Linked DNA regions of Bicyclus anynana: region 1 is linked to region 2. Evidence: chromatin contacts called from public Hi-C data. All regions are on one chromosome and are shown on one strand. The core of a region is the stretch at or near the end of the contact, and the rest is flanking DNA. Distances in the headings are between cores, read along the strand shown.

Region 1 (2,741 bases), core at 46-2,545, 87 kb before region 2:
TTTGATTTCTACTTATAATAAATCAGTCCTGTATTCCAGACATCATTATAATCATATCCCTGACTGCAGTTTTTTAGGCGATATATTTAATTTGATATCTATAAGAACTTTTTATCCGGTTGTCAGGTCGGTGAAGGTCTGTTATATTCAGATCTTCTACCATTACTATAATCCTTACAGTGACCTTGATCTATAAAATATTTATAATTACATTATGATCTCCTGGCTGCAGTTATTTTGAACCGGCTTCTGAGAATCTTCAGTCGAACAAAGTCAGCATTGCGGCCAAACATAAATGTCGTCATGTGGCATTTATATGGTTCGGGGTGAGTATCGATATCGAAAATAGAAATCCGAAACTTAGTCAAAGACCAAAGTTTCAGTCAGATAATCAACATATTAAAAAGTTTTGCTAACTGCTTAAAAAACATCGTTCCGTTTCACTCTGACTTGTGTTAGGAAACTATTCACGTCGCTGTAAACTTTATCCTGCGATAACACGACCACGGTGCGTACATAGCTGCCGTCCCCTTCACACGCTGTATATTTTCGTCTGGTGAGGGAGATGGAAAGGTAGGGCGCCCGCGTGGCCGTTGATGTTCGGTTCGAAATGAAACGGAACAGTTTGCAAGTCGCCGGCTCCGCGCATGGCCGACTCAAGCAGACAGTCCGTTGCGCTCAATTCGTGAATTTATTTTAACTCCTAACAAACTATTTCCATATTTAGTTTTAAAACAAAAACAGTGCCTTATTACTGGATGTGTCTTATGTGCATGGAGCGAATGACAATTGATTTTATCGTCGATGAAGATTAACAGTGTGTGAATTTTTCGGAGCATCTTGCATTTGTCCTTTCGGTATATTGTGTTGCGATTAACTGCTCTTTATGTTCTTTCTTATTCTTTTGCTTTGTTTGGAGATTTGTGCCGGTGCTCGCATCGCCCCGTCTATTGGCACGAGCCCTTAATAATAATAGTGCACGGAAACCAGTTTGCGAGTGCGGTCATTCGTTTGTGGTTATCCTGAGCGTGTATGCGGGTGCCTTCCTTATAAACAAAATCTGAAGCGTCTTCCAGGATTTCATTTAAATTTACATTCGCCTGTAGTTCTTATTTTACACGTCATTTAAGTAGTTCAATGTCGATTCTACTACACATACTTATATATGTGCGAGTATTCAAGTGTAATTTCTCATATGTTTTTATGCTTTTTCAAATGGCTAACGAGTTGCAGTACTGATTCACCTTGACGGCTTATCATTATTGCAGTCAGCAACTTTCAGATGCGAGGTTAATCAAATCCTTCGTGCACCTTGAGTCGGTCGGTAGACTGTTGTAAATTAAATTACGATTTCAAGCCTGTCAAATCAACACGATGTGCGGGTTTCCATGCTATTAATAACTCTTAGTAGTTGAAAACGTAATTACACCTAATTAGTGTTTTGTTACGTTACAGGCTACAGCCAACCCTAGTTGTTGACTTGCTGCCACTTTTTGTTAGACATTTCTCGACGAAGTGCTTGCTCCTGGCGCCACTCGAGTAACTAAGCTTCTTCTAATTGGTTCAGGACCGTTTTATTACAACTGAGACACCATACATGGGTGCAAATAAATCAGATAGGTGATCGAAGTCCGTCTACAAGTATCTCGTTGAATCGATTCCAAGAGAAGCTGCTTGTTTTCTCGCCACTTGTTGCACGCTTGGTTTCATTTCATAAACGTGACTCCATTGCCAACTTTTTTACCCGGCATCAGCACGAATTCTGTTATCTAACGAAAACTTGCAATCATGTTTCAAATTACCCAATTTTTGGGTGTTGAGATTGAAGCGTTTTTATGTGTTTTTCTATTATCGTCACGGTGGTGATACCGATACATAATTTAAAATTCGTTATTTCGGAGTCTTCGTTCTATAAATTTTGTATTCAGTATTTTGTAATAATTTCATTGCTTGTATTATTTTAATTGCTCCTTTTTATAACTAAAACAGTTTAATAGGTATCCACTACTTTTAGAATAAAATATTTCTTATTCTAGAAATTTTGTATTCATGATTTGTTTGTTGATAATAATTTCAATACTTGTATTATTTAGATTACTCCTTTAATAACTAGAACCGTCTTACGGTTACTTCTTGTAGAATCAAAAGAAATCGTAAGATTGCCATGTTATTAAGCTCGTTAACTTCTCGTTGTAGACAGTGTATAATTATAAATTAAATAATAACATTAGAAACAAAGAACCTTGATGCGATTTAATTTCGTTATATGAGTCAACTACCTACTTAAAGGATTAATAAAAAAAAACCTACTGGCGTGTTTCAAACAGAATAAGCATTTTTAATACATTTGCCTAATTATACCTGCCTGACTGTTCCCTTGTGAATTCGCCATAGCGTAAACTAAATATAGTTTTGTTTTAGAAATATTATTCAGATGTAAGAAAAGGTTTTTGTTTTCAAAGTATTATTGAAATGGTTGAGTGGACAAGGCACCCGTATACAGTTGAATGCTACAAACCCTGCCTATAAAAATACTTTATGGGTAGGGAATGGTTTATAATATCGAACCGGCATGGGACCGATGAATCCTAACAAGTTTTTTTCTTTATAGTTTACATGCATGTTTTGACTTTGGAGGTTTTAGTTTGAATATATTTCCATATACCGAAAGGACGGTAACAATTTGAATATTTTAGACGACAATCGAAGAGATTTAGTGATACACAAAGTGCTCTTAAATT
Region 2 (2,811 bases), core at 248-2,747:
TTTTTTAACGCATCATTTGGTATCTTCATGATATATTCTCGTAACTAAATATTTTGGTGGTTAGCGTAGCGTAGCATTTAGCATAAACATTTATCAACCGTTTACATAAAACCTGATTGAATATTTCTATCATTCTATTATTTGTATAACATATCTAATATATTTGGTCTATTCAGGTAAACAGGAATATTCAGGTAATATGTTTATCATTTTCTTGGTCTTCACAACGTTATTTCATATCGGTGAGCTTTCAGCAACAATGTTAGATTATCTGTAACCGCTATAATCCTACAAATAGTTTATCTTCAAACCGGGACTTGAATATTAGCGCGTTAAAATTATCATTCTTTGTCTCGCTCTTTCTCTCTGCGATCGTTCCTTAATTTCTGAAGTCTAGGTAAGGTCGGCACCTTCAACGGGTTTTTTACCGGCTTTTGTCGATGAACATCCTCACTAGCGTGTAAAAATCTGTGTTCATGTCTTCTGTCAGTTGGTCAGACACCAATCCGTCGTTTTATCCTGTCGTCTAAACTAAAATACTCATTATCATTATAATTTAGGTAAACTTGAATTTAATCGAATTTATAGTTTGGGTATGAGTCTAAATCAACGAGACAGCTAGTGGCTAGCTGTAAATCTAACTAATACCATTATTAAATTTAAGGCACGTCTATATCTGTCATACTACGATCGCAGATCAATAAATTACCACGAGCGTAATCCAAATGTCGCATAAACCGTTTAATGTTATATTATTCCGGCCCTAAATGAGACGAAAGCGGCACCGGTCCGGCCAAATAGGGACCGAGCAAGTCGGTCATGACACGAACACATGCGGTGTGGAGCTACGAACATCTTGTAAAATGATCTATATTAATCAATAGCGGATTACGGAGATTGATTTATTTTCGGATTTCTTACTTTGAGTCGTCGAGTACATCTAATTTTGTGCATAATCTATCTTCAAAAATTGTGTGAGTGATGTTAGAACTAATGTGTGTAATAGATACTAATAAAAGAAGCCAGGCAAATGCGAGTGTTGAAATGTTCATGAAATAGTACAAGAAATACGCAAAAATGCAGGTAAAGCTACTGGGACAACAGATTAAAATGAATAGGTATGCGGAATGACCTCAAGTTCTCCCTTCTGCTTTTCTTGGTGATACTATGACAACGCATGATTACATAAAAATATTAGGAACAGAATACGAATAATTGAACGTCGTCTATATGTACGAAAGAAAAATAAATTTTGTGTCTTTACTAATCGTATCAAGCTCTTTTCCAACGTAGATCCCGTTTCTGTAAAAATATCAAAATCAAAAGTAGCTAGTGTTCTATTATAAACTATAATCACATACTTTGTACATCATTTTGATCTAGCTCTCTCTAGCTTTTAAATGTTCTGGAGTTACAAATGGTGTCACCCGACCTTGTTGTAAACATAGATAAAGGTGGTTGAACGCAAAGCTATCCTAAACTGTGCAATTTAGAACCACCGCGGTAGAACGGCCAGCCTTGGCTGAACCAATTACAAAGTATTCTAAATAATTTCGACCTGTGGAGTAGCGAGAAGTCGTTTTTTATTCGGTTGGCTTCCTCAATTTGCTAACAAAGACCAGTTTTAAAATACCTACGTACATTTACGATTCTTCGACCTTGTATGCACAATGTAATTACTATTCAAGTATAAAAATGTATTTGACATTGCAGTACTATCACTACATGTTTGTTTGAATTGATATGTAAATTACTCGTGTTCAAATACTTAGATTTTAGATCTCTAAAATTATCCTTTGTCCATTTCTTTAAACTATATTATTGTGATATCTTGCGTGAATTAGTAAATGAGGTAATTGTAATAATAGGCTATTCTGATCCTATTTCTTATTCTAATAGTAATAAAAGTCATTAAGCAATAATCACACACATTTAACACATCTTCAGTTAGGTAGACTAGATTTAATAAATAGATTAGCGCCTTAAATTTTCGCATTTATTTAACTTTCTCAAAGCACCTTTTCCTTTTGATAACTTTATAAATTATTAGTATCTTAATTATCTTCTATGGTATTCAGTCGTCTTCTTAAACGAGCATTCATGTTTCTGTAAACTTGACGAATAGCTTCATCAACTGCCTTAAGTGTATACCTACTCGTAAAGAGTTCCCAGTTTTTGTTGCTCACCTCATCAAGTGTCTGTTGTCGTTCAACCTCACCTCACGTTTATGGGAATCGCAATCAGTTTCCCATAACCGGTCACGATGCATATTTCGCACTGATTTATTATAAGGCCAAATTTTCAAAACTTAGGTATAATCTTCAACAAAAGACTTAATAAGTTGATTTGTTTTGCTATTTCTCGCGAAAAAACTATGAATTTAAGCAGTAACACCACCCAGATCGGACAAAGCTCGTCTACATAGATTTCACTCTGAAATTGGAACTTCATCAGTAGATGTTGCCAATACAATATTTATTGCTAACACATTTTTTGACTTGACAAAGTGTAGAGTGCTTCTATTTACCACTGAAAAAAATGATGAAATGTAAACCTGAAGCCTTAGCGCATGCTACTTTTTTTATAGTAAACATAACATTTGAAAACTTAATTTACTAATTCACATTAAAAATTATGAAATATCATTGTTCTTTTGTTTAAAAAATACGTCCAATTACACGGGGACTATGTCATGACTGCTTGTGCTAAATAACATCTTCGGAGTTTTTGTTAGGCTTCGTTAAGACGCAGTTGTTTGCCATACTAACCTTTATGGTAGTCTCAATCACTAGTCAATCAGTCACGATGTAC

The links. Hi-C and Micro-C count contacts between places; a contact is called where the count stands out from the background.
Region 1: a contact with region 2 is called in a Hi-C map of whole larva, with 2.6 times the contacts expected there. The contact joins two enhancer-like sites. A contact is called at or near these places in 2 of 2 Hi-C or Micro-C datasets (whole body and whole larva).

What each region holds. Positions count from the first base shown.
Region 1 is chr22:4,725,070-4,727,810 of ilBicAnyn1.1, reverse strand. All of the region lies in intron 9 of LOC112046846 (klarsicht protein), which reads left to right. Among protein-coding and RNA genes, the nearest start is that of LOC112046865, 83 kb to the right of the region's middle. Within about 2 kb of position 1,295, at least 8 of the 8 cell types and tissues checked have open chromatin away from gene starts, as enhancers often do.
Region 2 is chr22:4,638,422-4,641,232 of ilBicAnyn1.1, reverse strand. All of the region lies in intron 9 of LOC112046846 (klarsicht protein), which reads left to right. Among protein-coding and RNA genes, the nearest start is that of LOC112046865, 3.4 kb to the left of the region's middle. Within about 2 kb of position 1,497, at least 5 of the 8 cell types and tissues checked have open chromatin away from gene starts, as enhancers often do.